Linked DNA regions of Mus musculus: regions 2, 3, 4 and 5 are each linked to region 1. Evidence: chromatin contacts called from public ChIA-PET, HiChIP or PLAC-seq and promoter capture Hi-C data. All regions are on one chromosome and are shown on one strand. Each heading gives the region's core, a stretch centred on a gene start, on an enhancer-like site or on the middle of the called end of the contact. The rest is flanking DNA. Distances are from core to core; before and after follow the strand shown.

What was found. Promoter capture Hi-C pulls out the DNA fragments that hold promoters and counts their contacts. ChIA-PET counts read pairs in DNA pulled down with a chosen protein or histone mark. HiChIP or PLAC-seq counts read pairs in DNA pulled down with a chosen protein or histone mark.
Region 2: a contact with region 1 is called in an H3K27ac HiChIP or PLAC-seq map of embryonic stem cells, with 8 times the contacts expected there. The contact joins the promoter of Mthfd2l here to the promoter of Odaph in region 1. A contact is called at or near these places in 13 of 39 promoter capture datasets (the 3T3-L1 cell line, 3T3-L1-derived adipocytes, cranial neural crest and 8 more), 1 of 15 datasets of contacts at CTCF or cohesin (the NIH/3T3 cell line), 1 of 484 Hi-C or Micro-C datasets (bone marrow-derived macrophages), 1 of 115 datasets of contacts at active chromatin or transcription factors (embryonic stem cells) and 1 of 9 other capture datasets (liver).
Region 3: a promoter capture Hi-C map of pre-B cells shows a contact between it and region 1. The contact joins the promoter of Cox18 here to the promoter of Odaph in region 1. A contact is called at or near these places in 2 of 39 promoter capture datasets (hippocampal neurons and pre-B cells) and 1 of 115 datasets of contacts at active chromatin or transcription factors (large pre-B cells).
Region 4: a FOXA1 HiChIP or PLAC-seq map of pancreatic cancer cells shows a contact between it and region 1. The contact joins the promoter of Ppbp here to the promoter of Odaph in region 1. A contact is called at or near these places in 2 of 39 promoter capture datasets (hippocampal neurons and pre-B cells) and 1 of 115 datasets of contacts at active chromatin or transcription factors (pancreatic cancer cells).
Region 5: an RNA polymerase II ChIA-PET map of memory CD8 T cells shows a contact between it and region 1, with 11 times the contacts expected there. The contact joins the promoter of Ankrd17 here to the promoter of Odaph in region 1. A contact is called at or near these places in 4 of 39 promoter capture datasets (hippocampal neurons, liver and pre-B cells), 2 of 115 datasets of contacts at active chromatin or transcription factors (memory CD8 T cells and pancreatic cancer cells) and 1 of 9 other capture datasets (macrophages).

Annotation. Positions count from the first base shown.
Region 1 is chr5:91,985,432-91,989,424 of GRCm38.p6, forward strand. Odaph (odontogenesis associated phosphoprotein) reads left to right here and starts at 2,042. Exons shown (of 2, transcript NM_001177577.1): 1 at 2,042-2,127. The coding sequence starts at 2,064.
Region 2 is chr5:90,929,293-90,933,564 of GRCm38.p6, forward strand. Mthfd2l (methylenetetrahydrofolate dehydrogenase (NADP+ dependent) 2-like) reads left to right here and starts at 1,904. Exons shown (of 8, transcript NM_026788.1): 1 at 1,904-2,141. The coding sequence starts at 2,026.
Region 3 is chr5:90,222,557-90,226,627 of GRCm38.p6, forward strand. It overlaps Cox18 (cytochrome c oxidase assembly protein 18), which reads right to left and starts at 1,440. Exons shown (of 6, transcript NM_001033310.3): 1 at 1,060-1,440. The coding sequence starts at 1,383.
Region 4 is chr5:90,767,002-90,770,773 of GRCm38.p6, forward strand. Ppbp (pro-platelet basic protein) reads left to right here and starts at 1,517. Exons shown (of 3, transcript NM_023785.3): 1 at 1,517-1,722; 2 at 2,052-2,181; 3 at 2,316-3,062. The coding sequence starts at 1,602. The coding sequence ends at 2,406.
Region 5 is chr5:90,364,877-90,369,196 of GRCm38.p6, forward strand. It overlaps Ankrd17 (ankyrin repeat domain 17), which reads right to left and starts at 1,309. Exons shown (of 34, transcript NM_030886.2): 1 at 791-1,309. The coding sequence starts at 1,171. It overlaps Gm9958 (predicted gene 9958), which reads left to right and starts at 2,121. Exons shown (of 1, transcript NR_045618.1): 1 at 2,121-3,612.

The sequences.
Region 1 (3,993 bases), core at 792-3,291:
ACAATAATGTTTTCACCACAGTCCAAAAGCAGCAGAAATAGCTGACCAAGGACACTTCTAAACTATGAGCCAAAATAAATCTTTCTACCTTATAAATTGATTTTCAAGTATCTCATCATGGTGACAGAACGCCAACTAATACAAATGCCACATCAAAGATCATGTCTCTAAACTGATAAAAAATACATTTTTTTTGAGACAGCATCTGACTCACTATGTTGCCTAGGCTAGTTTAGAACTCATAGGTCAAGCCTTCCTTCCACATCAGCCTCTGAAATACCTGCAATAATTGACTAGTGTCACCATGCTGGCTTGAACAGATAATCAAATGGCAAGTGAGAAAAGAAAATGATATTAGAAAGTTTTGGGTATTTCTTTTTTCTAACAAGAACCAGCCTCTTAATTCTTGTGACCACTTCCTGTTACTCTCACAACTGAAAGAATCCTCTCGGGAGGCCAGCCAAGCACTGGTGTGTCTGGCTGTGGTGGTTTGAATAAGAATGGCCTCCATATGCTCATGAATGTGACTAGTTAGTCACCAGGGAGTAGCGCTATTTAAAAGGATTAAAGGGATTAGGAGGTGTGGCCTTGTTGGAGGAAGTGTGTCACTGGGGGTGGGCTTTGAGGTTTCAGAATCCCATGTGGAGCCCAGACATCTCTGCTTACAGATCAGTATGTGGTTCTCAGGTACTGCCCCAGTGTCTACCTGCACTATGACAGGCTTCCTGTCATGATGATGATGATGGAATAACCCTCTAATACTGTAAGCCAGCCCCCATCTAATGCTTTCTCTGTAAGAGTTGCCTTAGTCTTGGTGTCTCTTTACAGCACTATAACAGTGACCAAGACACATGTTCATCTTACAAGCAAGTTGGTGACTTAGAAGAAAGTCTAGAAAGTAGGCTTATTAAGTTATGCTCCAGGTTTCTTCATTTTTGTTTAAACAATGACCATAGTGGCCACAAGGAAAGACACTTTTCTACCCATGGCCCTTCCCTCATGGGCAGACATAGGGCAGAGAAGAACCATACACTTGGGTCAGAATCTAACAGCAGCTTCTTCAAACACCTGGATCAGGAAATCTCCTCTTCCCTCATGATTTGCTCCAGGAAGTCAAGCTATGTGGTGAGGAGCTAAGGTAGTTCTTTTCTGTGGGGAGTTTGAATGAAAATGGCTCTAATAGGCTCATGCATTTGAATGCTTGATCTGAAGTTGGTGGAACTATTTGGGAAGAATTGGGAGGCATAGGGGTAGACTTTGACGTTTCAAAAACCCATACCACTTCACATTAGATCTCTCTCTGTCTCAGGCCTGTGGATAAGATATAAGTTCTCAGATACTGCTCCAGCACCATGCCTGCCTGTCTGCTGCCATGATTCCCCACCTTGGTGGCCATGGGCTCACCATCTGAAACTGTCAGCCCAAATAAATTCTTTCTTTTATAAAAGTGGCTCTCGACCCCGTGGGTTATGACCCCTTTAGGGGATAAAAGACCCTTTCATGGGGGTCGAATATCAGATATCCTGCATATCAGATATTTCCATTAGGATTCACAATAGTGGCAAAATTAGTTATGAAGTAGCAATGCAATAATGTTATGGTTGGGGAAAGGGGGAGTTACCACAACATGAGGAGCTGTATTAAAGGGTCGCAGCATTAGAAGGTTCTATAAGCTGCCTTGGTCAGGTCATAGTGTTTTTGTCATAGCAATAGAAAAGAAACCAAAATACCTTCCCTTGCAGCTGGAGAGCCATGGTTACAAGTGAAGAGAAGGCACTGAGGTGGGGAGTGTTTGGAACTGACAGGGTAGTGAAGGTAAGGTGGCTTCCTTCAGTCCAGAGTGAAGGAGAGGTGCGTGACGCTTGCCTGGCATTACCAGAAGCTTCAGGTTGACGAAGACTGTCTGGTATTTCCTTGAGAGTTTCTTACTCTCCCACCACAGGTCCGGGTGGTTGTGGTCCACTATGCAAATGCAAATTGCCTGACTCAGGCTGCTGCCAACTCACTCACTCTCCTTTAAAGCAGCCTGGGGCCCAGAGCAGTGAGTGCTCAGGGCAGAAGCCATGGCTCCAGCTTTCCATGTCTCCTGGTTACTGGTCAGCTGGTTGGTGGTAACTACAGCAGAAGGTAAGAGTCTGAGTTTTTACCTACTGTGTGTGGGTTAGATAAATAATACCATACAGGAAAACAAAGGTGGCTTCCATGGTTACATATTTCCATATGTTGGAAATGTTTCTTTGCTACCATCAGCCTGTGTGAATGAAATGAAAGGCTGGGGTGGCTCACCTGAAGACCTGGATCCCAGTCTTAGCGTTACCTCTGTGATTTTAGGGTATACTTGAACATTATATATGATTATGCATTGTTGTGGGGCTGGAGAGGACAACTGAGCTATAAGCAAAAGCCTCTGCACATTAAAAGCACTGCATCAAGGCTACTGTTGTTACTACGGTTATCGGTTATGGAGCTAACAGTGTTTATGTGGAATTATAGCACTGTCTGCTTCCTTCCATTTCCAGCAGCCAGCTCTTCAGGCTGAGTCTTTGTTTATTGCTTTAATGAATCATACCTGATGAGCTGTGTCTTGGCTCTACCAAGGTGAGCAGATTTCCTGAGGCTGACTAATTTCTCCCTTGCTCCCATTCTCCCCTCCCCCAGCACCCCCCCCCCAACCCTGCACTCCTCCCCCTTGCTCTCCACTGAACCTGCAGATGCTCTGAGCATGGACATTGGATTTCAAGTCCCTGCCCAAGGGAAGATATGGAAGATAGGAGAAAGGAATAGGAAGGAGAACCTGGGGGCCCTGCATCTAGCATTTGTTTTCGTAATTGACTTTAAATGCAGACGTAGGTGCTGTTCAGTGAGGAGGGATCCAGTGTTGGACAGAGCCTCTCGCCCACTTACATTCCCTGACCTAGGGAAGCTTTTCAAGGGGTTCAGTGAGACTCCATTCATCTTCCAACATTTTCTCTGCAGTTGTCACACAATGTCTGAGACAGACTGGAGACAGGGAGAGGCATCAGAACTTGTTGCTAGATACCCAGAGATCCCCTAACCCAGCCTCTGCACAGACTACAGCTATCACAGGGCAGCAGTTCCTCAATTCCCAAGATGAGGTTATGGACATCTGCTGAAAAAGAGGCCACCTTCTTTCCAGCTTATGGGGCACATGTAGTCACAGAGCAAATTTGTTGACATCTCTTGTTTTGTTCTCTTGAGGCTTTGAAAATAGCTAAATAGGTTATAACGAGATTCGAGATTTCAATTATTTATATCTAAAACTATCCTTTGAGGGCTGAACACAGTGGTGTGTGCCTCTGATCCTGACACTCAGAGGCAGAAGCCGGAAAGATATCTGCGAGTTCAAGGCCAGCCTAGTCTATGTAGCAAGTTTCAGAATGGAAAGCCAGGGTTACATAGTGAGACAATGTCCCCAGACAAACAAATAAAAATTTCGTCTGAAAGGTGAGATTTGGTCTCTGAGCTTGGCAGCACAGGTTCTAGGTCATCACTCATTTCTGCTTGTCCTCTGGGACTGACTGCCCAGCAGGAAGGCTCACATGTGTCCCTGTGCCCTTCGCCGTCCAAGAGCACCTGCTCCTTTCCTGCCTCACATCTGCTCTCTGCAGTTCTGCTTCGAGTAACAGCAATTAAATGCTACTGTAATATCACACTTACAAGTCTTTCTGGAGGCACTTTATTGTAAAATAGGTTGTTTTTCTCTGACATCTTTGGATTGTCAAAGCAGTCTGTGCCTCACCTGCAGTGTATGTTCCATGCCTGACTGGCAGATCTGTCTGTATCTAATCTCTTTCCAATCCTCAGAGACAGGCGCTATGGTTTTGTCATCACAGCGCTCAATTCAGCATGTAATATGGGATGTGCACACGGTTGACCCGACGTACAGCATCCTGAAGGGGGGACGGGGAGTTTAGCACATTTTCTGGGCTCTAAATTCTTTATCTTTCAAGTGATGAATTTTACAAAAATAGC
Region 2 (4,272 bases), core at 654-3,153, 1.1 Mb before region 1:
CATCTGTAGCAATGTAACAATTATTAATCTTAACCAACAACTTATGAGCTGATTGTGAAAACACTCAGAGCACATTACCAATAAAAAAGAACCAAATGAAGCAGTTACATTTAGACCAATCAGAGAATAATAATTTTTGTAGCTACAATCATAGAATAAAAAACACTTTACCATTGTCAAACACATTAATCATAAACCATTTATTAGCTTTTTTACTCCGAAACTTAGAGGCTGTGCACTCGCCCTTATTTCCTAAAACGAACAGTTTTTCCAGCAGGGGCCCTCCCGCCATGTGTCTGATTCCTGGCTGAAACACGTGGCAGCTCTCGGCTTTGCAGATAAAGTTTTTTATACCATCTTTATTATCCAACATAAAACATAGAACATTCATTCATACAGACTGGACACGAACATACATGAATTGAACACGAGAACAGATTGGTGCACCGGACATTAGACAAGACACAAAAGGGAACAGAGTACTCCTGCTATAAGGCCCAGAGAGATATTTCTCTCTGCTTTTTGGGACATTTTCCTCCCTTATGATGCATTTTTTATTAACTGGGGCAATCTGCCTATTCCTTTTAATAAACCCTTTCTTTTCTCACACCTCATGTAGCTTCGGAGAGCTACGGCCTACCGCCTATTACCCAGCTCCTCACTGCTGAACCTAAGTGAACCAGCGCTCGGGTTTAACGCTGTCTCAGCTTAGCCCATACCTTCTCCGGTATGAATTTCCCTTATCCTTTATTTTATGGAGCTCCGAACCAGCAGCGTCTCTTCCAAAAATCCTTTGCCGTTTCTCAGTCCCGAGTTGGTTCACCAATTGTTGTGTCCGGCCAGCAGACCACAACCTGGGTTCTAGCCTGAAAAGGCATTTTGGAAACCTGGAAGAGAAGAGGGGCTAGGTGGCGAGAGAAAAGAATGTAGCCAAGACAGTTACTCTGATCAAGGCTCAAATTTTATTGTTGCGACACTAGTTATGAAGGAAGGGGGAGGGGACCCGATTCCCGCCGAATAATCTCGGGTCCAGTAGAAAGGTGCACGTGTGTGGCTCCTCAGGTTCCAGCAGTGGGCGTGGCAGAACGAATGAGCAGGAAGCTCCACCCCTGAGCAAGCAGGTTTCAGGCTGGGGGAGGGGAGACTACACTTGTATATTTGGGGTACAAGTTCACAACAAGTATTTTACAAACACCCACCCCTCAACGAAACTTTTTCCTTGCCTTTTCATTCTCTTAACAGGTTTATTTTTCCCCCACAGCAGAAATTTAAATTTTTTTTATACACTATGATAAAGTGTTACATAAAAAGTCTCGATGCCAAGATTTTCTTCTATGTTTTCTTTCTGTGATTAAATGCCTTCTACCAGACAGACATTGCACCACTGTTCTTGATGGTTTTTTCACAGAACAAGCTCTCTAACATCTGGGACTTTCCATAACTAGTTTCCTCAGTCAGACAGTAGTCTAAACAGCTCTTGCCCCTCGCATCACTGCCACAGCTTGACCTTGGGAGGAATATTTCCTGTTAGCTTTGCAGATGATTTTTGCTTTCTCATTGCAAACTCCCTCTGCTTTAAGGTTCCACAAACTCTAGGATCTTCTGGAAGTGTCAAGGATGCTGAAGACTGATAGAAATCCCAAGGACATCTTTGTTTCTTCCTCTCCTTGAGTTTCTTTTTCAATGCATCTTAAGGTCGCACAGGGAGTGAAAAGCAAAGACCTGCAACAACTTTACTGCTCCAAGCTGCCCTCCCTGTAACCATGGAAACGAGACCAGGGACTAGAGCTGGGCCTGGGGCACAAGGGGGCCTTGCTGCCTGCAAGAACGGCCGAGGACTTCCCTGTGCTCCCGTGGCGACAGCGTGCACGGGTTGGAGCCAAGTCGCCCGCCACCCCGCGGCCACCAGCGGTGCCGCCTCTGCCTTCTCGGGGCTCGGCCCCGCCCCGCGCCCCGGAACCCTGCTGAGGGCCCCGGGCGTGTCGCTGAGCTGACCGCGGGACCCCCGGAGGCGGACGGCGAGGCATGGCGACGCGGGCCCGCGGCTTCTCGCTGCTCCGGGGCCGTCTGGGCCGAGGGCCTGTGCGAGCCCCGGGCGTCGCCGAGCGCGCGTGGCGCGGCTTCGGGAGCAGCGGCCGGAGGTAGGAGCTGCGGGCAGGGGCCGCGCGCTGGGCGGCGGCGGGGCCTGCGGAGGCCCGGGGTGGCCGCGGTGCGAGGCGCTCAGGCAATGGGCCGCGGCTTTGTTCAGACTGTTCTTGTGCGAGGAGGAGTAGGCGCTGTGCAGACCTGTAGTCCAGCGTTTCTGTTTCTTTAGTCCTTTGTCACCGGCTTGCTGTAATCTTTCCCACCTCGGAATGTCTTACAGTTTCCTTAAACTGCATGCAGTCCAGGCTGGCCTCTCCGCTTGTAGGGCGCTTGGCAGCCTTCGGATTTGGTTGCTGCCCGGGACAATGAAAAGACACCGTGGTGCCCAGGAACAGGCCACGCTGCCGCAGCGTCCCTTGTCTGCTGGGGAATCCAACCTATGGAACAACAGCAATGCATAGTGTCTTGCCCAGGGCCTTCGAGTTCAGAAAAACTCATTTGTAAACTTCCAGTGCTTCTTAGGTGGCTGGAGACTCTCGCTTGACGGTTTATAGTCACTTTGTGTCCTCAAGGAAAAGTACAGTGAGGCTGTGCCCATAGGTGCTGTGTGATTTAAATTAACTCCCCATCATACGTATTTGGATCTTAGTTTTGAGTCACTGAAATTTAAAGTTCTTTCTGTAGTCTTAACTTCGGAGATGGTTTGTAGTGACTAGGTCTATAGAAGAGGATGTGTGGTAAATGATACAGCTTCGGAATTCTATTGCTGTACACTGTTGGCCTGTAGTAGCAGCGTTGGGATTTGCTGTTTAGCCAGAGTGCTCTCCTCCCTTGGAAGAACAGATTTGTAAGGGTTCTGTTTGCAATCCAGACTTGAAGGGGTTGTCTACCAAGAGTATCCTATTTAAATCATTATCCTTGGAATTTCAAGTTTTTAGTGCTTCCCTCTAGAATAATGGTAATTTTTTTGTTAGTGTATAAGTTGATTAATGTCCCTTCATCAGTTCGATGTCTCCATCTCCCCATTTGCTCCTTGCCTAATTCCTACTGAAACAACAGTTACAACCTCAGTATTTGGTTGTAGCCACATGCTCCACACCCACAAACACATAGATATCCATCCATTCATAGAAACTTCCCATCTTGCAATTTGTAGTTTGGTCTGGTGGCAGGCCTTGGGTTTGAACTCTGATACCTTAGAATTAAAGGTGCAGTCTGTTTTGGAAGACTATTTCTTTCAAACTGTGATGATAAAAGACATTACTTTGTGCCTGCCTGCTTCCCATTCTGTTTGATGCAGATTACAATTATGTAAGAAAAGAAATGCCATTTTGTAGCGTTTTTGCTTTTTAAGACGGCACTAACCAAGTTCGGATATGGTGGTACTTTTTTGACCTTTCTTTTGGCCCTGACCGCTTTACCTGAAGGCAAGGCTGGCTGTGAAGATGAGAAACACCAGCAGACTGGTGTATCTCGGGTGGGGAGGAATTTGGACAGTGTGTTGATGTTTATTGGTGTCTCTTTTCTCTTCTAGGGCCAGCAGAGAGAAGAGACTCCATCTTCCAGAGGTTGCCACTGTCTGCCTCCCCATTCAGTCATCTTTTTAAGTGACACCTCATTTGTCTGGTCCCTCATTGTCACACTTAACATCATTCCTGTTGGCATGACATTTGAATCATAGTATATTTTTTTATTGGAAATTATCCTTGATTACATAAACTCTTTCCTCAGTGACATTAACTATTTTAAATTAACCAATTTGTCACATTTTAGAGCCCTTAAGTGGAAAAAGATTGTTGACGTTTTTTTATTTCTTGTCTCAGTAGACACCTATAAAAATGGAACACACTAAGTATTCTTTACATGGAAGGTTAATTTAGTATGTTGAATTTCAAGAAATAATATTTGATTCAATTTGGAAGCTATAAGATCTCATAACATTATTTACTATTCATTTTGCAATAACTTTTCCCTTCAAAATTCTTTGTTAGCTATCCTATTTATGCATGAAAATTACAGCTTAATAAATGAGGGAAATTAATGTAAATACATAGATGTCTTTCTATTTTTTTTGGAGCTTCTTTTGTTGTGAAAAGAACTACTTACATGGTCAAAAATGTTTAAAAAAATCATCTTGGAGCTTAAATTATTCGCTCTTTGTGGTACTGTGTAGGGATTTTACCAGTC
Region 3 (4,071 bases), core at 190-2,689, 1.8 Mb before region 1:
ATAAAAAGCCAGTAAGCAGTGTTCCTCCAAGGACTCTGCTGCTGTCCCTGCTCTGTAATGCCTCCACAATAGACTATATAACCTACAAACCACATAATCCCTTTCCTCCCCCACTCAGCATTTGGTCAGGACAACCAAACTCACAGTTCTAGTCTCTGTTCCCTAGACCATATACAAATGTTGTTTACTGATCACACTTGTAATCGAAAACATTTAAGAAAACTCTATTAGATATTAGTTTGCTTAAAGTATCTTTGACCCCAGATTTAAATTCCTTGCCTGTACATCTATCTGCGTGATCTTGGCAACCATACTGAGTTAAACCAACTGCAACTTCTTGGTTATGGGTACCTGATGTTTTCTGTTTCTGGCTGTGCATAACCTGAAATCCTGATTCCCAGTATGTAGCATATCTAACAGCACCTCCTCCATAGGATTTCGAGTAAATGAAAACTGCATCCTGGTTCTTACTGTTCCATCCCTACATTTCCCAGGAGAGAGAAAACAGCATTCCAGTGTTAACACCTCACTGTGAATGCTTCCTGGCTCAATGCTGCTGCTCCCTTCCTGGCAATCCTCTGTGACTCAAATTAAAATCTTGACTTACCCCACCCCCACCCCCAGGCACAGCCATGGGGGAGGTAACGTTATACCAATTCCACTGAACAGAGTTCCTAAAAAGCCAACTCGAAGTTTCAATCCATCAGATACAGGGTAGTAGGTGGTAGGCCCAGAGGAAGAATTCATGTCTGGAAACTGCTAACTTAGTGATACCTTTCTAGTAATAAAGAGCAGTATCAATAGTGACAAATGATGCTGCAGACTCTTAAAATGTTTATGACCCTAATGTTTCAGGTTCCTCCGTGCCATTTCTTCTGAATATTGGTCTCAACCGAACATTTGGGAGGCACTTGTATTTCGAATAAATACTTGGTAGGTCGGGTGAACTGGAAGGTACTCGAGTCACCAACCATCATTTAACATGCAATGCTAACTAAATTATTTTAGCCTCCATGTTAACACTAGCAGGCAGGCAGCACGGGGACCGACGCCCCTCACCTTAGCCAGGATGTAGTGCTGATAGGCGGCCAGGGGCAGAGTGACAGCACCGCGCAGGGCAACGGTGCTGAGTATGATGTTGCTCCACCAGGGGAGGCCGGTAGCCTCCTGCGCGCCCAGCAGCACTTCCTCCGCGGTGCGCACCGGCGCCGACGCTGCCAGGGCCTCATACCAGCCACCTGGAGAGGCCGCAGACACCGAAGCGGCTGCCCATACCGGAAGGGCTGGGAGCCGCGCGCTGCTCCAGGCGGGCGGTGATCCCGGTGCCGGGAGCCGCAGGGTGGGCAGCGACCTGAGCCACCCGGCACACGACCGGCACAGCATGGTTACACGGAGCGGGCGGCCAACTAGAGCACTAGCACCAGGAGGTTGCGCGCATGCGCGAACCCGAGGCCACGCCTGACCTTCCCAGCCGAAAGCCCTGTCCAGTGTCGCGCTAGAGATGACGTAAGACTCCGCCTTTCCCACGCGGCAATGAGCCGCTTGAGGCTCTCTTAACTCCTTTCCTTGCTGGGGTGGAGTTCAGAGCGGGAACCGGAACTGCAGGGGTAGGCGGGGCGAGCAAACTGCCTTGCTGTTGAGTTTCAGTTTCCACTCAAGGAAATTGTGGCTTGAGTACTTTTTGTGACTCGGCTGTTTCCGCCCAAGGCGCGCAGCATCTATCTCCGTTTTCTCTACGCACTGCTGAAACACCTACTTTGGGAATAGTGTTTCTGGCTCGGTCAGTGTTAAGTCTGCGTCCTTTATCCCCCTAGGCAGCTCTACTTTATAATAAGACCTAAATGTCTTTATCTGTTCCGGTTAGCATTCTGTATTCCTTTATAAACAGAATGCAGAAATGCCGAGTGGTGGCGCACGCCTTTAATCCCAGCACTTGGGAGGCAGAGGCAGGCGAATTTCTGAGTTCGAGGCCAGCCTGGTCTACTGAGTGAGTTCCAGGACAGCCAGGGCTATAAAGAGAAACCCTGTCTCGAAAAACCAAAAAAAAAAAAAGAAAAGAAAAAAACGAAATAAATAAATAAGAAGAAGAATCACCATCATAATAAGGAGCAGGGAAAAATACTATTTTTCATTTTACAAAATGAATTCCATCAACAGCACAATTTTGCTTCAACGGTTAAATGGAATGCACAGGGCTTTTAACAACTGTGTGTTTTTCACATTCGTGTTCCTGTCAACAGAAAATAAATGGAACAACGAAGTGCCCACTCCTAGGGTAGGCCAAAGTGAATTGAGTTTTTAGAAACCTCTCCCATGTTTGGTAAAGCCAAACTGTGGACACTGTCCTCTACTTTATTGAACACCTACCAAAGCTGTCAGATAGCGTATTTTCTGAAACTTGGGTAACCTGCCTTTAGTTCCCATAGCATAATCCCTTTTAAAAACAGCTCACTTATCTCTTGCTAGTTTAAGAAACCACCGTATTTCCATAAAACTGTTAATATCCAGTAGGCCCTTCCAAGATGGCCTTAAGCCAGAGAAGTTACTTAAAAACAACTCCCCCAAGTCCCAACTTACCATACATGAGAACCTAGAATTAATTCTCAACACTGGGAAAGTAGGTAAATTTATTATGTGTAATAAATAAGCCTGTTATTTGTAGATCTATTGTTCACAAACCCTAAACCAAAAATTTCAAGCAGTTATTAAAATCTTTAACAATTTTTTTCTACAGCTACAGGTAACTGACAACCTCTTCTGATAAAACTGCACACCTGCATTCATGTCAAAGTAATGGAAATAAATTTAAAAACTAAACCCATATATTGTTATGTGAACTAAACTTCTTAATACTTATTTTGTGATGTTGCATATATGAGCATATTTAACTTTTTGTCTTCTTAATAATGTGCATATGACGTGTCTGTAAATCTAACACTAACCCTGAGGAGGAAACTCATGTGGTATCAGAGACCACTTGAGAATTCTAAGGATTGGATTGAGGTTATCAGGCATAGCTTTATGCCTCCCCCATAGGCCCTTGAGATATACAATATGTTCTCTCTGTAGCACAGGCTATTCAAGGACTCACTGTAATTCAGGCTGAAGTGTACTTTTGAGAAAACCTCATGCACTAGTGCCTGAGGGAGGCAAAGGGAGGTTAAGAATTCAAGTCTGGGTCTCTCCCAAGATCCTTCTCTGAACACCTAAAAATTAAGGGGCCACCGCTTGCAATAGCTCCCTGAAATATATATAAAATATATAAATGTTTCTGTATATAAATGTGTATAAATACACACACACTTCTCAGTACTTGCCATCAATTTTTTCAATTTTACTTGTGTCATACAACTCATTTTTCTTCTTAACTTTTGACTTCTTTGAAGAGAACCATCTAAGGGGGCTGGAGAGATGGCCTGTTACTCCTTCAGAGAACTCAAGTTCACCTTCTAGCTCTGACCTCAAGCCATTCACAAACAACTATCTGCCACCCCAGCAACACCCTCTTCTCTCTTCTGGTCTCAGACACCTGCACAGTAAATCTATCAATCACACACACACACACAGTTTTTAAGAGGCAGCAAGGTATGCTTGAGGCCATCCTGGGTTACCTGCTGAGTTCCAGTCTAATCCAAGGGGGTATGTGTGTGTGTGTGTGGGTGGGTGGGTGGAGGGAGAGGAGTACAGTGGCACAGATCTGTATCCACACTCAAAAAGCAAGGGTTGGAGGATTGCCACAAGCTGAGGTCAGTGCCTAGACTACATAGCAAACTCAAGGAATGCATAACAATCTTCGGCCTCCCCCTCCACACCATTTTTCTACCTTACGATGGGATGAAAGCAAGCAGCACCTGCTCAGCAGAAACCCAGCGCTTAGTAGGCAGAGGCAGGAAGATCCAGTGTTCCATGCCAACTTCAGCTACAAAGTGCTGGGACCACAAGCACCAGGCATGTGCCACCACCTGCAATTGAATTTTTCAGGGCTAGGATTAAGCAGCATGACATATACTAGACAAGTATCTTACTAACCTTCAAACCCTAAACCTCAACATGTTTATTATAGAATATTAG
Region 4 (3,772 bases), core at 267-2,766, 1.2 Mb before region 1:
TTCTTTGTGACAAGATGCATTTATTGATTGACTTAAAGCAGGTCATCATGGGGCATGCCTGCAGTCTTAGCACTTGGGAAACTGGAGGGGGGGGAGAGGAGGAGCCTATATTCAAAGCTATCCTAGGCTATAGAGCAGTGGTTCTCAGCCTTTCTAATGCTGTGACCCTTTAACTCAGTTCCTCGTGTAGTGGTGACCCCTAATCATAAAATTATTTTCATTGCAACTTCATAACTGCAATTTTGCCACTTTTATGATTACAATGTAATTATATATTATTATGCAGGATATCTGATATGTGACTCTGTGAATGGGTTGTTTGACCCTCAAAAGGTCAAAACCCACAGGTTGAGAAACACTGTGAGTTTGAAGCCAGCTTGTTGTACACTGAGTGTTCCTTGCACCTAAGATACTTTATACAGTTCCTCTCAAAGAACTAGAGTAACCTTAACAATTGAACACGGAAAAAAAGTTTAAGTGGCGTTAAACATGGAGAAAAATGTACAGTGAAGCCCATAAATACTGTCAAGAATGGGGAGAGTTGTTTGTGGTGGCCAGAAATGGGAAGCTTGTGAATAATGTTAAAAATTCTTTCCATTTCCCTCTGAGTTTTAGAAGATGTGTAAACCAGCGACTCCTATAGACTCGTGCTTCTGTACAGCGCGATCTTCCTGTGCATCTGTGGTTAATGTGTGTCTCCATAAATATATACATATAAATGCATCTACAATAGAAATGCCAAACTTTTACTTGGCAATGGTAGCTACAGATGGCTACCATTGAAAAGCAGTAGTGTGGAGTAACTGTGAAGGGAAAGGGGCATATTTAATTTTCATATGCCTAGAGTGTATGAATATTTCATTAAAAATAAAAGAGACAACAAATAAGTTGATCTTGATATTTTTGTACACTCATACAGTAGAAACAAGTAATTTCTTACATAAAGAAATTTTTATTTACATATTTGGATAAAATCAAAAGAAGGTAATTTACTCAGAAGACAGAGAGAAGCCCATAAACTCACACCCAAAGTGAATCCTTCATATTAAGTGACTCAATATTTTTCACCCCACACACCTTACAAATTCTGATACCCAGCAGGAACCAGCACAGGAACTCTCTCTGTCATTTGGTGGGAGTAGAGAAGCTCCTCCTCAAAGACCACAGGCTTGTGACTGAAAGTATGCTCAAGAGTCCACTAAGCCCCAAAACTACTTTGTAGAAAAGGTGTGGCCTGTGACTACCTGCTCACACAGAGAATGCAGTGATCTGACCTAGGTCTGACCTCTAAGTCGGGGGCTATGCATCTGTATGAATCAGAGCCAGAGAGAAACAGCAGGAATGTGGATGAACTGATGCAGAACTGGTAGCTAACTCTGCAGGATTTTTAACCTGTCTGGTTGATATGGGTTGGACACAGCTTGACCATCCTTTTATGGTTACAGAGCCACATACACTCACTTCCCCTTCCCCACCTCTTCGGCAGTATAAAAAGAGGTCTGGAGGCATATAAAGCAACATAGCAGCAGTGTTCTGGGCAGCTCAGCCTCACGTTGTTCCCTCCTGGCTCTGGGGACAGTTCTAGCTCACTGCTCTTCATTATGGGCTTCAGACTCAGACCTACATCGTCCTGCACCAGGGCCTGCCCACTTCATAACCTCCAGATCTTGCTGCTGCTGGGCCTGATCCTTGTTGCGCTGGCTCCCCTTACAGCTGGAAAATGTAAGAGAAATTCAGGGAAAGATGAGTATGAAGGCTGCTTCCCTTCATCATGTGTCTAAGCGGCTTGTGGTGCTCATGGTGGGGCTTGGGGTATGTGCATGGATTGTATCAGTGCTTCTGGGTTTGGAGGATGTAGTGACTAAGAATTCTAAGACATACTTATGAGGACTTCGTTACATGGAAGACAATCTGCTAGCTTTGCCATTCAAAGTTTACAGATCCTATTCACCATGTTTGTGGGAAAGAGGGGCAATTGCCTTCAATTTACAAGTTAGGAAAGGGAGGAGAATAATGCATAGTCACCAATTAAGACTTGTGCTCCATTGTAGCTGATGGCATGGACCCATATATCGAACTGCGCTGCAGATGTACGAATACCATCTCTGGAATCCCATTCAATTCTATCTCCCTTGTGAATGTGTACAGGCCAGGAGTTCACTGTGCTGATGTGGAAGTGATGTAAGTCCCTGATTCTTTGTTCTGCTATTGTCATTATAGAAACCCTCTCCACTCTTTTCCTCTTTCCTCCCTCCTCATGGATCTGTTCTGACAGAGAGGCTGTTGTACACAGACCATCATTTTCTCTTTGGCAGAGCCACACTGAAGAATGGACAAAAAACGTGCCTGGACCCAAATGCCCCTGGCGTCAAGAGAATCGTCATGAAAATCTTGGAAGGTTACTGACCAGCTGCTTCATCTGTGCCAAACCATTTTCCTGCTCAGGAAGGGTTGAGGGTTTGAAATCTGGACTTGGTAGAATTATTTTTCCACTTTGAAATTGGGATGTTCTCTCGTTCTGTCTCAGAAATCACACTGTATTCTGAGAAGGCATGATAAAGAATGTCACAACAAACAAACAAACAATGATGAAGACGGGCAAGCCAAGTTGCAACCTGCAATTTATGGTCTATTTCTGCAGTTCTTGGCTAAGCATTCTGACATGTCCTGCATTTCTCTATTTGAGCTTTTCTTTTCAAATGTACTATGTCAAGTTTTCATTCTGTGTTTTTAATAATTATTTCTTTTAGTTTTGAGATTATAATTACATCCCTTCCCCTTTCATTTTTCTCCCTCTGAACCCTTCTATATACCCATCCTTGCTCTCTTCAAATCCATGGCTGCTTTTTTTTCCCATTGAGCATTGTTATATACATATATAATGATAAATTTCGTAGTGGTCAATTGCAACGGAAATCGCCTGGAGTCAAGCAGTTTTCGCTCTGGTCATGACCATGTTTTTCCAATGTCTTATCCCTAGAATGTCTTGTTTCCAAGCAACCTCTGCAACATTTTACATATGTTTACTTGAAACTGAACACAATAAAATCATAGAAAGTAAATTCTGCAAGTAGTGGTCATTTACTTTATAGTGAATATGTTTAACACCAGTAGCACCAAAAGTGTGAGGTGAAAAAGGGTTTAACACAAACTGTTTTTAAAAACGCCACTATTGTCTGCAACAAAGAAATATGATGGGTCTGATGTACTATTAAAGGTTTTCTATATCCATTCTCTCTCTCTCTCTCTCTCTCTCTCTCTCTCTCTCTCTCTCTCTCTCTCACTGAACTTTGGGGCATCATGTATGCTAAGCAAGTTTTCTGCCACTGGGCCACATTCCTAGACCTCTATTTTTGTTTTGTTTTGTTTTCTTTCTTAATATTGCCAGGTAAAGTCACTAGGTTGTGCCATTTTAAATGCCCTACACTATCAAGAATTGAAAGATGCTAGGCATACCCCCCCGAGCTATAGGAACCCTGCCTAGTAGCCATTTCAGTTTTGTTAGGCTGCTGACCTGCTCTGTGCCTTAGTTTCCTCATCTCTAAAATGGGAATGGTCTCTAGCTGTTTAATAGAGTTGATAAGAGAAAGAAAAGGACTTAAAAATGTTTTAAAGACTGTGTGTCACAATGAGTCACATATAATCGTTAGGCTATTAGCAGAGCTGCTAGCTCTCCTCATATTGCAGAAAGGGAGGAAACCTGACATTTAAGAAATCATGAGACTTGCCTTCGGTTAGAAGTATAGCTCAGTGGTAGAATACTTGCCCAGTA
Region 5 (4,320 bases), core at 59-2,558, 1.6 Mb before region 1:
TTTGATTATTTCTTATTAAGGGAGAACCCGATGGATTATTACACATACACGCAGAGCACCTAACAATTTTTACGTACTAAGTCACTTGTAAACGCATATGGAGGGATAGAAGATCGGCTCATCCATAAATCTTTCACAAATCGAGGAAGCGAAGAGTACTTCAGCAGCCACGAGTTTAGAGAGAGAGAGAGAGAGAGAGAGAGAGAAAGAGAAAAGAAAAAGCCCTGCAGCAAAACAGTATGGAAAAGTACAGCCTCTCACGTGTCTCTCCCAGATACAAATACTTAGCTCCGAGTCCATTACAATCTTACCGCCCCTCCACAACTGCTCCCGGCCACCTTCCACTGACAGAAAACTACCAAGCTCGCAGTCGGTCCCCCGGAGACTCTCCTACCTATTATCTTACCCCTCCCGCTTTAGCTCCGCCCCCGCCCCGGGAATGAGGTGGCCTTACTGGCCCCAGAGAGACCACCCTTCGGCCCCAAAGTGCCACCCGGGAATCCGACCAATCAATCCCTCCACCCTTCACCCTGCGAAGCAGCATCCTCGGCTAGCCAGCTTCTCGGCAACTCCGTGCACTCTCCGGTCCTCCCACCCCCACGTGTCAGCTACCCTCCCCCACGTCCCCACACCTCACGACTCAGGCCGAGCAAAGAAAGGGGGCAGCCGAAAGCCCGGTCCCTCAGGGCAGATCGTAAGCCCCGAGGGCTCGGTCCCACCGCGAGTCCCCTCCCACCTTAGGCCCTCCACGGTCCCTTCCGCCCTCCTCGAGGTGAAACCAGGCCCTTGCCTCAGAAACCTCCTCTTCCTCGTCGTCGTCGTCCTCCTCTTCCTCGCTGTTGTTGCTGCTGGTGCCGCCGCCTCCTCCTCCTCCTCCACCGCCACCGCCGCCGCTGTTGTCGCTGTCGCTGCTGCTTTCGCTGCTGCTCGGGGGTCGGCAAGTCCGGTTCCGCTTGGCCTTGTGGTGCGGCGGCTGCTGCTGCTGCTGTTGCTGCGGTGGCTTCTTCTTCAGGAGCAGGTCGCAGACTCGCACCATCCCACGAGGAGAAGAGGCCGGGCGAGCCCCGCCGCCGACCTCCGCCGCCGCCGCCGCGGGGGGGGCCGCCACTGCCGCCGCCGCCGGGGGACTCCCTTCTCCCTCAGCCGCCGCCGGAACCGTCGCCTTCTCCATCCCCGCGGGAAGAGGGGGTGGGGGACGCGGACGGGGGAGGGGCGTGGGGGGGCTCCGCTCTACCGCGACTTCGGTCGCGCCGGGGCCGACACAGCGCTCCGGGCCGCCGCCGCCGCCACCGCCTCGGTCACCTCTACTGCCGCCGCCGCCGCCGCCGCTCCGCCAGCTCTCACCTCGTCTCGCGATACTAAGGGCGGGGAGCTTGGCGGAGGGAGGGAGAGAGGGAGGGAGGGAAGGGAGGGAGGGAGAGAGAGCGGGAGGGCTGAGGGGGGGCGAGGCGGAGCGCGAACGCCGTGCCCGGGAAAGCCGAGCAGGCGTCCGGAAGGAGCCGCCGGGGGAGTGCGCCTGGAGTGGCTTCCTCTGGGGAGACCGAGTCTGAGCGGGGACCGCAAGCAGGGACCGCGGGCGGGCGGGCGGGCGAGCGAATGAACGAGCGAGCGAGCAAGCGGGCGGGCGAACGAGCGCCTGGGTGGCTTGTCTTCTCCGCGCTACTTCCCCCACACACACAGCCCTGCAGCCCTCCCTCCTTCCTTCCTGGCTTCGTATTAGAACGCAGCCGCAGGCGGAAGCGCGGGTGACGCCATCAGCCGGCGCCGCGGCGGCCGCGCGAGCGCGGAGCCCTGCCTGCCTCTCCCAAGTGCAGACTCCAGGGCCGGGGAGTGGGCTCCCCCGCGAGCGAGCGAGCGATCGAGCGTGCGTGCGTGGGCGCAGGGAAGCAGAGGCAGTGGGATGGCGAGCAGTGGGGCCCGGGCTAAGTCGGGGGCGAGCGCAGAAGCGCGGGGGAAGCTGGGCGAGCGCGAGGCCTGGCCCCTCAGATCCGGGAGGTGGGGCCTCGCCCCGGACCTCCTGGATGGACTTTTCCTGCCTGGCCATTTTCTCCACCGCCTAAGCCAGAGAGCATTGGATCTTCCGAGAGAACTTCGTGAGAGGAGAGAGACTGAAGTCAGGTCCAAAAGAAAACTGTTTCCCCTCCACCATCCCTTGGAGCGATCACGTCCTCACTTAGAAAACTCTTGTCCGAGTTTGAGTCTCGGGTCCTAGGCTTCCTAAATCTGACTATTTTGTACACCTTTGTAATGTGCAGGAACGGAATCTAGTGATTTTTAAGACTATACACTTCCGAAGAGGTGGGTGTGGGAGCTGGGCCATCATCGTATGCATTTCTCGGTCTGGATTCTGAGATCATTTTGAGTACTTAGAAAACTTGCAGACCGATTGAAATGTAGCTTTCTTCTTCAAACAGACGTCTCCAGTGTAGCCCAGGCTAGCCTTGAACTGGCGATCTTCCTGAGATTATATGGGTCTGTACACCACCGTGTCATGTTTATGTAGCTTATTGAACTCAGAATTAGCCATTTCTGGGCTAGTACGAGTAGTGACATAAGGAAAATAAAGCAAACATCAAAGACAGATGTACTGGCACAAGATAAAAAAGTCCCTCAACTGACAAAGTTACCATTTTAAGACTTCTAAGTTTAGCTGAGTGCCTGATTTATTTTATTTATTTTTTAATTTTTTTTTTTTTTTGCATTTTCTTTTTAGTACTGGCATACCATATGAAATGTGGGCAGTTGCCAGTACACTACGGAGTACCACAGACGAATTGGTGATGACTAAATCAATTCATTGAGGCAAAACTTCATGTGTCTACTGTGTGTGTTATCTCTGAAATCAGAGTCTGTGTTTCCAGGGGCTTCTCTGTGTGTAATAGTAAATATACAAAATGCTAAACATCTGCCTAAAGCTGAGTTCCAGTATACAACATAATACAGAACACTATTGTGTATCTGATAGCCATGGATTTGGACTGTATGGTTTCAGCGGGATCTTGTCCATTTTCTGTATTCTTCAGCACCTTTGTCTCACTTTCCACCTCCATACCTTTTGCAATCTTTGAGTGCCAGCCCCGTTTTATTATACGACTGACTAACAGTTTCACAAGAAGACTGAGGCCATTGACTGCAAATTCCTTCAATTTTCCAAATGCTAGAGATGGGCTGATCTTTTCTCAGTATGGAGAGAATGACAGAACTCCTTGCCCTCATGCAAGGTCAGTCAACTCTCCAACTATATTCTGGTTTCAGTGTCTCTCTTTGGCCTGTTTTTTGTTTTTCTGATTTCAGTCCTTCACAAAGTTTGGCTCCCTTTTGTAACTTACTCAGGTTCATTCCTTCATAGTTGTACATTATGTATGAAATGCAACTTCGTTATTTGGAAAAAGTTCTTGCTTTGCTGTATAGAAATGAAAGATAATCTTTGGGGGTTTGTCAGGTAAATCCAAACTATTAGGATAGTCAAGTCCCCTGGAATGATTTGTATCTATTTTTGAATATATTTTACTTAGTAAATTTTTACATATTTTCTCCCTTTGTCAGCCTTGTAGCCAAAACTGGCTGGCCATGTATTAGGCACACCAATAAACTAAACCTCATGTGTTTTCATGTGATTGTGTCCAGGTGATTGAATTCTAGGAAATAAAGTGCGTGTTGGTAGTATGCTCAGTTTCAGGCCAAATGGGAGTCCTACTGAATTCATGTTCCACCCTCTTGATACCAGTGAAATGCCATGTGATCTTGAAACTATTTGTTGCTGTTATCAGAATCTGAAGAGAGAGTTTGAGAGGCTGATCCTGTCTCAACATCCCAAGTGCTCAGATTGCAGACGTGAACCACCACACACAGCTTCAGATTACATTTTGACTCCCTAACTTTACCTGGTGCTTCAAGTATTAAACATCTATTATTAAAGTTTCCAAGAGAGTCCCAGTATAAGAATTCCCTTCTGTTGCCTAATTTCCAAGTAGTTGGGCGGGGGTGGGGGAGAGTACAAATGAAGGCCAAAAATATCACCATATTAATGATAGGAGGAAATTGCCTGAGGTAGCATATTCATCACCAATAAGGATATAAAAGCAGGGCTGAGAGGTGGCTCAGTAGTTAAGAGCACATACTGCTCTTATACAGAAACTGAAGTTCAATTCCCAGTGCCCATGTTAGGTGGCTCATGACCACCTGTAATTACAAACACCTCTGGAAAAAGGCAGAAACAACTAAAAATAAGTCTTAAAACATTCAAATAATTACATATATATGAAAACTGAATATATATACATACATATGTATGTGTATATATATGTGTGTGTGTATGTG